3 separate regions of the Mus musculus genome follow, and regions 1 and 2 are each linked to region 3. A link is a contact called in public Hi-C and HiChIP or PLAC-seq data. All regions are on one chromosome and are shown on one strand. Each heading gives the region's core, a stretch centred on a gene start, on an enhancer-like site or on the middle of the called end of the contact. The rest is flanking DNA. Distances are from core to core; before and after follow the strand shown. Region 1 overlaps Dpt (dermatopontin). Region 2 holds the start of Dpt (dermatopontin). Region 3 overlaps Gm32652 (a long non-coding RNA gene).

Region 1 (2,820 bases), core at 138-2,637, 82 kb before region 3:
GCTTGTCTAGGACTGCCTTTGTAGATCAGGGATTCTTCAAACTTTCAGCAGACATTTCCTGTCTTTGTATCCTGAGAGTGCTGGGATTGCAGGCATGCTCCAATGCAGCCTCCTTCCCTTCTACATTGAAATTCTCTCTGCAGCATGCATGAGAAGCCTGTCAAGTGAATGTCTGGCACCTCTGTATTTTCGAGCATTTAGAGACTCAGAAATAATATCATTCCGGGATAGAAAAACAAAATCATCACCAACTCCCAGATGCATGTGGGATTTATTTGTTTGGTGGGAGCCAAGGTGCTGTTCTGATTTCAGCGTGATATCTCTCTGGATATCACAACATCACTGAAACCTGGCAAGAAAGTAAATTCCTGCTCGATGCAGGCATGCCATTTCTAATCGGTTCCCACTGGACTAGATGAGTATGTAAATGCAACACATATTTATTTAGCTGGAAGAATCCAAATTTGTAGTCCAATGGTCTGTTAACAGCCAACACATGTCACCAAAAGGGCGGCAAACAAGACTACGGAGACCTTTTGCCTCTTCCACTGTCCTCAAACAGCTCCAGCTCCTCCAGGTCACATCCCAGTCAGTCGGCCTGCTGGATGGAAGCTGCGCATATGCATCCTGGGACCGAGGGGTTTGAATTTAGGAACGTGTTCGCTTCTTTATTGTTTTGCCTAATGATCCTTCTCTGGATCTATGACTGATCAGTAGGTTTGTAGAATGATCTGCTTGGACACAGTCACTTGTTTAAATGACCTTTACATTGCCTTTCACTGTCACTGGCTTTCTGTGACACTCAAACTCAGCATTCTCCATCATTTCCCCCCTGACTTCCCCATCATGTCCAGTTTATAAGGCAGAGAGTAGCTTCGCTTAATTCCTGGACATTCCTAGTTCTCAACAACAAAAGTCAGTTAAAGAGAGCATTTGTCTCTTCTCTTCCACTGTGAATAATCCAGTCAAAGAAAATCTTTGTGAAATCGGGCACCTTTGTTCTGATTTTAACACTAGATGAGGTTTCTTGGCAAGACCATTCCTGTGATGCTGTGTCCAAGTCAGGAATGAGCTCATAGGCCTTCCGTCAGGGAGTCTGTCAGCCTGCCCTGGCTGGCTGGTCTCCTGTAGCATGTTTCCCAGAGGCCTGATAAAAAGAGGAACTGTACACACTGATGGCTCTGAGCTAGCATAGGAGCTATTATTGCAGAGATGGAAGCTCCTATATCTTGATAAAATGAATCTGGATGTTAGTGTTTAAGAGGGCACACTGCATGTGGGTACTCCTGTTTTTCACAAGCAGCCACCACCCTGCCCTGTGTACACTCATTCTGGAGAACCACAGCTCCCCTGAGCCTGCGCAGAATCAATTGTCCCTTTCCTCAGCTGGAGCAGCTGTCACAGTTACTGTCCCCTATTTATAATGTTGGCATCTATTTGCGCATATAGGAGATACTCCGTTTTGTGTTCAGACTTCAAACGCAGACACTTCAAAGATGTGTCTGATTGTCAGAGTATCAGCTCACCCAACCTGAGCCACTTAGAACAAAGCAAACCTGTCAATCACAGCCAAGTCCACTTCAATCCACAGGACTCTAGAAGACATCCTTCATTTCTTTATCCAATTAGTTACTAAATGTGAAAGGATAGAAAATATGTATATTTCACAGATTTAGGAGAAGTTCTGAACCATGGCTATTATATTGATTTATTTAGTGATATCATCCTTGTGCTCGTGGAGACCATGAGATATGGAAGCTGTGATGCTCTTCAAAAGAGTGAGCTTGATTCAGAAAGGTCCAGCCACTTCTAGATCCCATGTTATGTGTATAGTGTACAGCCACTTACCTTTATCACAGGAAGAAAATAAGAATACAGATCAAGTGTTAGGCAGCAACACAGCAGACATCTAATGGCAAAGTGAAGGAGGGGGGGGTGTTTGCTTTATTTGGAGGGAAGGAGAAGTTGGAGGTGAAACTGTCCTTGTTGATGTACAGCTCAGGGTAGCCAGGCTTATGACTGTCAACAGTAATCAAAACAAATGTGACCACTGCCGACCAGCCCTGGGCTTGAAGCAAGAGCTCGAGGCTCCCTTCCAAAACAGCAATTTGAAAAAAGTTCAGGGACTTTCCTCTTCTAATTTAAGTCACAGACATCCTGAGAACTGTGCTTCCGCTGTGTGGTGATACATATCTGAACCGTTTGAAATAGAAACCCCCAAATGCCACAGAGGATAGACACTAACATTTTATGTTCCCTCTCACAGCCCAGGTTCCCAGAATTCAGTCTGTCGACACAGACAAGGGCACTAATGTGACTGTAGAGGACATGGCATGTGGTCCTATTTGGCCAATGCCCAGCTCTCTGGGAGGGACCAAGACACCTGCTTCTTTGCCCCTGTCTATTTATATTTATTTTTTAATGTAAGTCCATTTGGGTTTTGTTGTAGTAAACATTTAACCTCAATTGAGGGTTTCTACCCCGTCTTTGATCATTCAGTTCTCAGATAAAGGACACACAACCTTTATATTTATATCCCCAATGAAGGATCTAGAGAAAAGACCCAAGGAGCTAAGGGGTTTGCAGCCCCATAGGAGGAGCAACAATATGAACTAACCAGTAACCCCAGAGCTCCCTGGGACTAAACCACCAACCAAAGAGTATACATGGAGGGACTCATGGCTCCAGCTGCTTATGCAGCAGAGGATGGCCTTGTTGGTCATCAATGGGAGGAGAGGCCCTTGGTCCCATGAAGGCTTAATGCCCCAGTGTAGGGGAATGCCAGGACAGGAAAGCGGAAGTGGGTGTGTTGATGAGCAG
Region 2 (2,700 bases), core at 170-2,669, 100 kb before region 3:
AAATGCTAGAATAGGTAAGACATTTTTAAAAATGTGTTCCATACCAAAACTCTAATGAAAAAATTTCTCAAAATCATTAGCCAGGAGACAAAAATATTCATGCCAAACTGCCGCTATACACCTATTAAAATGACCAAAATGTAAAAGAAAGGATAATTTTCTGGTGCCATAGCACAGACAGCTTCTTTTAAAGTTTGACAGACTCTTACATAGCAACCTGGAAATCAGTCATGAGTATTTACTGAAGCAAAATGAAGAAGAAGCTTTATACGAAAACCTCTGTGCACTTATAGAAATTTTATTCGTAAGCACTTATGCATAGTTATATATAAATTTTTACAAATGAGATATTCCACACGTGCTTCAGATGATACCATTGAACAGGACACCCATACTGTGGAACCCTTCTCAGCAATTACAAGAGGTCAGTGACTGGCAGCACAGTCGAGTCTCAAAAGCAGGGGTAACAGAGACTGACCCGTGTGGTGTGACCCCAGTTATTAACAATCTGGAACAGGCAAAACTGTAGAGACGAACATCCGATTGTTGGGTAGCAGAACTAGGTATCGGGAACAAAGAGGATGCAGAGGGCTATGAGGAGGTGCTCTGGACTATCCAGTCTACTCTATAGCATGATTTCAGAGCTGCCTGCAGGACTGTATGCTACACAGTTGAAAAGCTGGCCTTTATTTTATACACTTCACCTCAACAAACAGAAAAGTCAATGTAAAGTTTGAAAGTGCCAGCTGAAAAAACTTACCATTCATTTGAGCTTAACCAGTTCCATACTTAAGCCAGAGCTGAAGGGACCACTTTCAGCAGCTCAGGCAGATGCTGAAGCAGAGATAACGCCCCGCTGCTCTCTCCATGGACCAATAGCACTTCTACCTGAACGTTAGACATTTTAACAGTAGACCTGAAGACAGATCATCTGCTTCTACCCCCAATTAAAAGACGGACTAAGAACATAAAAAGAATCCAGGCACCTAGGTTTGCAGAAATCTAAAGGTTGAGTTCCTTTAACTTATCAACGTTTGTGTTTTGAAATCTCCGCCTGGATTTCCGTATAATTCTAGAGAGCTAAGCAGGAGAACAGCTACCAGATACCTGGTTTGCTAGTAAGAAGGGGCGTGGCAGAGGGGCAGCATGCCGAGAGATGAGGGAAGGATAGGTAGGCAATTGAGGGGGTCTTTCTCAGGTGTTTCTGAGCAGAGTGGAGCAGCTGCCTCTGGTCCCTCTCCGTGAAGTGATTCTCTGGGGAGATTTCCTTGATTTACATGTTCCTTGCATGTTCATAGAATTCCACCTTAAAACAAGCTGGACGCAAGCAAGGCCAGTTTCTCAGCGTGGAAAAGCTTTTGCTTGAGCAATGACACACTGCAGTTGGATCCAGTTCACCCACATCTGGGAACCACATGTCAGCGGCAGCTGTATAAAGTCAGCCCAGCAAACTGAGGGTGACATTTTTTTTGCCAGAAGCCGGGCAGTATGGACCTCACTCTTCTGTGGGTTCTTCTGCCACTGGTGACCACAGCCTGGGGCCAGTATGGTGGCTACGGGTACCCATACCAGCAGTACCAGGACTACGGTGATGATGGATGGGTGAATCTTAACCGCCAAGGCTTCAGCTACCAGTGTCCCCACGGGCAAGTGGTGGTAGCTGTGAGGAGCATCTTTAGCAAGAAGGAAGGCTCTGACAGACAATGGAACTATGCCTGCATGCCTACACCCCAAAGCCTGGGGGAGCCCACTGAGTGCTGGTGGGAGGAGATCAACAGGGCCGGCATGGAATGGTAAGAAGCAGAGAGTGCTCTAGAGATGGGAACATCTGTGTATGTACTGCATGGGAGAAGTTTGGTCCTTAAAATAGCAGGGCTCATAACCTGGGCACATCCTAAACTTGCTATTGCATGCTCTGGCGGGCAGGTGTGTACAATGTAGATAACATTGTAAGGTGAAAAACCAGGATGGGGTATGTCCCATGAAGGATGGATCTGGTTCTACTCCTTCAAAGGCCATCCCTAGGCTCAGTGTGTCCCGCAAGCTGGGTGTGTGTACGCAGAATGCTTACCAGACTTCCAAAATAGAGATGTCTTAAGGAATTTATAGAAAGTGGGCATCCCTGTGACATGGGAATAACACTTCCATTTTGGGATGATTTACCGTTTTCCAAAAATACTGCTCCAGGGTGGTTGGGACAAAATAAACAATTGGGTCCTCAGTATCCATATCCTGAAAAAAAAATATTGATTCAAAGTAAGTGATTGGGTAAACAAGACTGAGAACTAGAAACAAAGGGTCCTGAAGTTAAGTAGTGCTCTGCTGTTCTGATGAAATATGTTCTGGCGAGTTTTACTACTGAGATTTCTCTGTCTCCCTCTCTCTCCCTTTCTCTTGAATTTAAATAGCCTCTGTTGCTAGGATATAGTTTACCAAAGGTTTTTAGAGGTACTGTCCTGACTTCTGCCTTTTGCCTAATCATTGGAACTGCATTGGTCCCAGTTTGTGCTTCTCTGTGGTGTTTGACTATCCCAGCCCTGGCATTTGCTCAGAAGCCCATCTTAAGAGACAGGGGTGGCTATACTGGTCATTCATAGCTGTCCAAATGGAGCCCAAATTTCAGGGCTTAGGGAGATGGTGGAGGCTGACCCTAGGAGAGGCAGACTGAGGGAGGAGGTAGCCCAGCTGGAAGGCTGCCAG
Region 3 (2,922 bases), core at 134-2,633:
ATAACAAAAACATATGAACAATACACATTTTTATTTACCTGTTAAATACTGGAAGATATTCATATTTTAAAGTAAACTTTAAAACTATTTCTTCATTGAAAAAATACTTCTTTTATTTTATATATATGAACATTTTGACTGTATGTATGTCTGGATACAACTGTATGTGTCTGGTACCCAAGAAGATCAGAAGAAAGTGTCAGATTCCCTGGAAATGGAATTATAAATGGAAATAGAATTCCCTGGAAATGGAATTATAGACAGTTGTGAGCTTCTGTGTCGGTGCTGAGGTTCAAACCGAGGTCATCTGGAAGAGCAGCAGGTGCACTTAACCACGGAGTCATCTCTCCTGGCCCAATATTTTATTTATTTTTAATTCTATCTATCTATCTGTCTATCTATCCATCCATCTAACTCAATCTCTCTCTCTCTCTCTCTCTCTCTCTCTCTCTCTCTCTCTCTCTCTGTGTGTGTGTGTGTGTGTGTGTGTGTGTGTATGTGTGTGTGTGCATGCACATGTGTGTCTACACATAGTTGTAGGCACCCAAAGAGGCCAAAGGAAGGCATCAGATTCCCTAGATCTGGAGTTGCAGGCTGTTGTGAGCTGGGTGGTTGGAACAGCAAAGGTGAAGAAATCCCATGATCCTGTCTGTTATCCTCAGAAATCCCCCCAGTCTTTCATGTTCCCACTTAGCCAACCCAAAGGAGACCCTGGCCTCTGGTGGCCTAGATAGTCAAAGACAGCTATGTTCCCCATGGCTTCTCTCAGTGGCAGTCACACCTCCTGCTTAGTGGAATGGCGGGTTCCACTTTGGCCCAGTTTATTGCTAATGTGCTATTACATTAACTCTTTCATAGACTCAGTAAGCTTTCTCCTGAGCTTTTCCAGAGGTGTAGGAAAATGTGGGCCTCCACACACCGCCTCCCATAGAAGGTGTAATGAGCAATGACCAGTTTTCTGCAATATCAGTGGGGACCAAATGAGCACGGTAGAATCTGCTGTTCACTCCCGAGCTTCCGTCCTCCTGCTTTCGATCCTCCCTCTGCCCTCTGGAGCCACACCCATGCCCTGGCTCTCCACTCAGGGTCTGGCACTCTCAGGCACGCACAGCATGCCAGAGACAGCAGGAAACCCCCTCTGGCATATGGGTTCAATCCTTCATTCTTAGAATGGCTTCCAACGGCCTTCACCCTCCACCCTGTAGTGGAGAGCAAGATTGTCTCTTGGAAGGATTTTTCTGCATGTGTGAATGGAATGGAAGATGACTGATGGCTTGGTGAATTGTGCACTGAACTCTGACTTTTAGGCACTAAATATAGACAGCGCACATGCTGGACAAGCTAAATATAGTAGCAGTGTTGGCAAGAAGGGGTGAGGGAGACTCCCAGGACAGACTGGATGGAGGCTGAGCGGTAAACCCACAGCCACTCCCAGCTGTGGTTAATTTATCACCCCTGCTGGGAAGGGGTGCGCGTCAGTTTCATCCAGGCATGATTTGTTTGTCAGAGTGTTTGTTGGGAGCCATTTTTCTGTCTACAAACAAGCACGCAGCTCAGGATGCCTTTGTCTGCCTCCAGCAAGTTAGCCTTCTCCACTGGGCTACAGCTCAGTGCTGTCCCCATTGGGGGTGACTTTGGATCTCCTAGTGAGTTATTTCTAATTCCATCCCACACTGCCCCAGATCTTTCTTGTTTAGTTAGATAAGATGGCTCTAATTATTGAGGCTGAAGGTCAGAATGAGAATGGATCGCTAGGGCTGCCAAACTGTATGCCCCGAAGCGCACTTTCTGGTTCAAGAACACAACTCCTTCCCCCACCCTACCCCCTTGCCCCTCCCGCCGTCCACTCTGAAAAAAGCCACTTAGCTCTTTATCTTTGCCCAAGTTAGGGCCAACGGCTAGAGAAAGTGTCCTCTGCCCCCTGCCTCTCTCCCAGCAGCATGAGAAGACAGCATTAGGGCAGCATTAGAACTCTCTTGGAAGAAGGTTCCCTTTCAGAACGCAAAATGTCTGTCAGCCCTCTCTACCAGTACTGCCACCCCCAAGAAGCCACCGTGGACAGGGAAGGCCTGATAAGCATTCATTTACAATTTTCCCTTCATTAGCAAGAAGCCTGCTTCTCTCCTGGGGTGAGACAGAGATAGCTCATCTGCATTTTGATTGCTGTGTTAGGATAATGACAACCGAAAATAGGCTCTGAACTCCCTCTATGACCAGTTTCCATTAATTAGATTTAATTGTGTGACCCAAGCAGGGAAAAGAGATCTCCTTGCCTGTCCATGCATAAATCATATCTGATTTATCCCACTGTGTTTTCTTTTATGTCTCATCACACCTCCCAGTGCTGGAACCCAGGAGCCCGCCTGCCCTCCCCCACCCCTCCCCTCCAGCCTGCCCTCTCCCACCCCTCCCCTCCAGCCTTCCCAGTGGTGACTGAGATACTAGCCTGCCTTATCTCAAAACAAGGAAGTTTGCTCACAATGCTATCATGCCCATGAGTCTGTAAGTGACACTCTCGGTTGGCTATGGCTTGGTTTTTCTTAAAGCTAGGAGAAAACCCATCCCTAAGGGTCTTAATTGGTCTAATTCTCAGCAGTCATAACTATGGTCAAAGCAGAATGCAAAGTCACAATTTTCTGCCGATCCATGACAGAGACAGAAGATGTGAATATAAATACAAGATGGAGAGAATACATTGGCATGAGTACAGCTCAGTATCTTCATGATGGAGACTGAATATGTTAGATACGTTAGGATGACTCAGGGGTCTAAGGCAGTCAGGAATCAGAGGCAAGTCAGTGCATCTCTGAGTCCGAAGCCAGCATGAGTTCTAAGACAGCCAGAGCTACAGAGAAATCCTGTCTTTAAAAAAATAAAAATAAAATAATGACAAAACAAATGGTGTTTGTCTGTCTCTTTGTC

Evidence for each region. A called contact is a pair of places that touch in the nucleus more often than the background predicts. HiChIP or PLAC-seq counts read pairs in DNA pulled down with a chosen protein or histone mark.
Region 1: a contact with region 3 is called in a Hi-C map of cerebellum, with 1.6 times the contacts expected there. The contact joins two enhancer-like sites. A contact is called at or near these places in 1 of 39 promoter capture datasets (the 3T3-L1 cell line), 2 of 15 datasets of contacts at CTCF or cohesin (CD8 T cells and large pre-B cells), 14 of 484 Hi-C or Micro-C datasets (the 3T3-L1 cell line, the MC3T3-E1 cell line, brown adipocytes and 10 more) and 5 of 115 datasets of contacts at active chromatin or transcription factors (Th17 cells, embryonic stem cells, heart atrium and 2 more).
Region 2: an H3K27ac HiChIP or PLAC-seq map of heart atrium shows a contact between it and region 3, with 13 read pairs. The contact joins the promoter of Dpt here to the enhancer-like site in region 3. A contact is called at or near these places in 6 of 39 promoter capture datasets (the 3T3-L1 cell line, 3T3-L1-derived adipocytes, hippocampal neurons and 1 more), 24 of 484 Hi-C or Micro-C datasets (the 3T3-L1 cell line, the C2C12 cell line, the MC3T3-E1 cell line and 12 more), 4 of 115 datasets of contacts at active chromatin or transcription factors (cardiomyocytes, heart atrium, neural progenitor cells and 1 more) and 1 of 9 other capture datasets (adipose tissue).

Annotation. Positions count from the first base shown.
Region 1 is chr1:164,813,359-164,816,178 of GRCm38.p6, forward strand. The region is part of intron 2 of Dpt (dermatopontin); the gene reads left to right. Among named protein-coding and RNA genes, the nearest start is that of Gm32569, 9.8 kb to the left of the region's middle. Within about 2 kb of position 1,388, at least 89 of the 459 cell types and tissues checked have an H3K27ac peak or open chromatin away from gene starts, as enhancers often do. A contact at or near this core is called in cerebellum and heart atrium, where this site is marked.
Region 2 is chr1:164,795,244-164,797,943 of GRCm38.p6, forward strand. It overlaps Dpt (dermatopontin), which reads left to right and starts at 1,420. Exons shown (of 4, transcript NM_019759.3): 1 at 1,420-1,793. The coding sequence starts at 1,489. Gm32569 (a long non-coding RNA gene) reads right to left here. Exons shown (of 4, transcript XR_373663.3): 4 at 283-2,232.
Region 3 is chr1:164,895,223-164,898,144 of GRCm38.p6, forward strand. All of the region lies in intron 1 of Gm32652 (a long non-coding RNA gene), which reads right to left. Among named protein-coding and RNA genes, the nearest start is that of Gm32652, 3.0 kb to the right of the region's middle. Within about 2 kb of position 1,384, at least 41 of the 459 cell types and tissues checked have an H3K27ac peak or open chromatin away from gene starts, as enhancers often do. A contact at or near this core is called in adipose tissue, cardiomyocytes, cerebellum and 3 more, where this site is marked.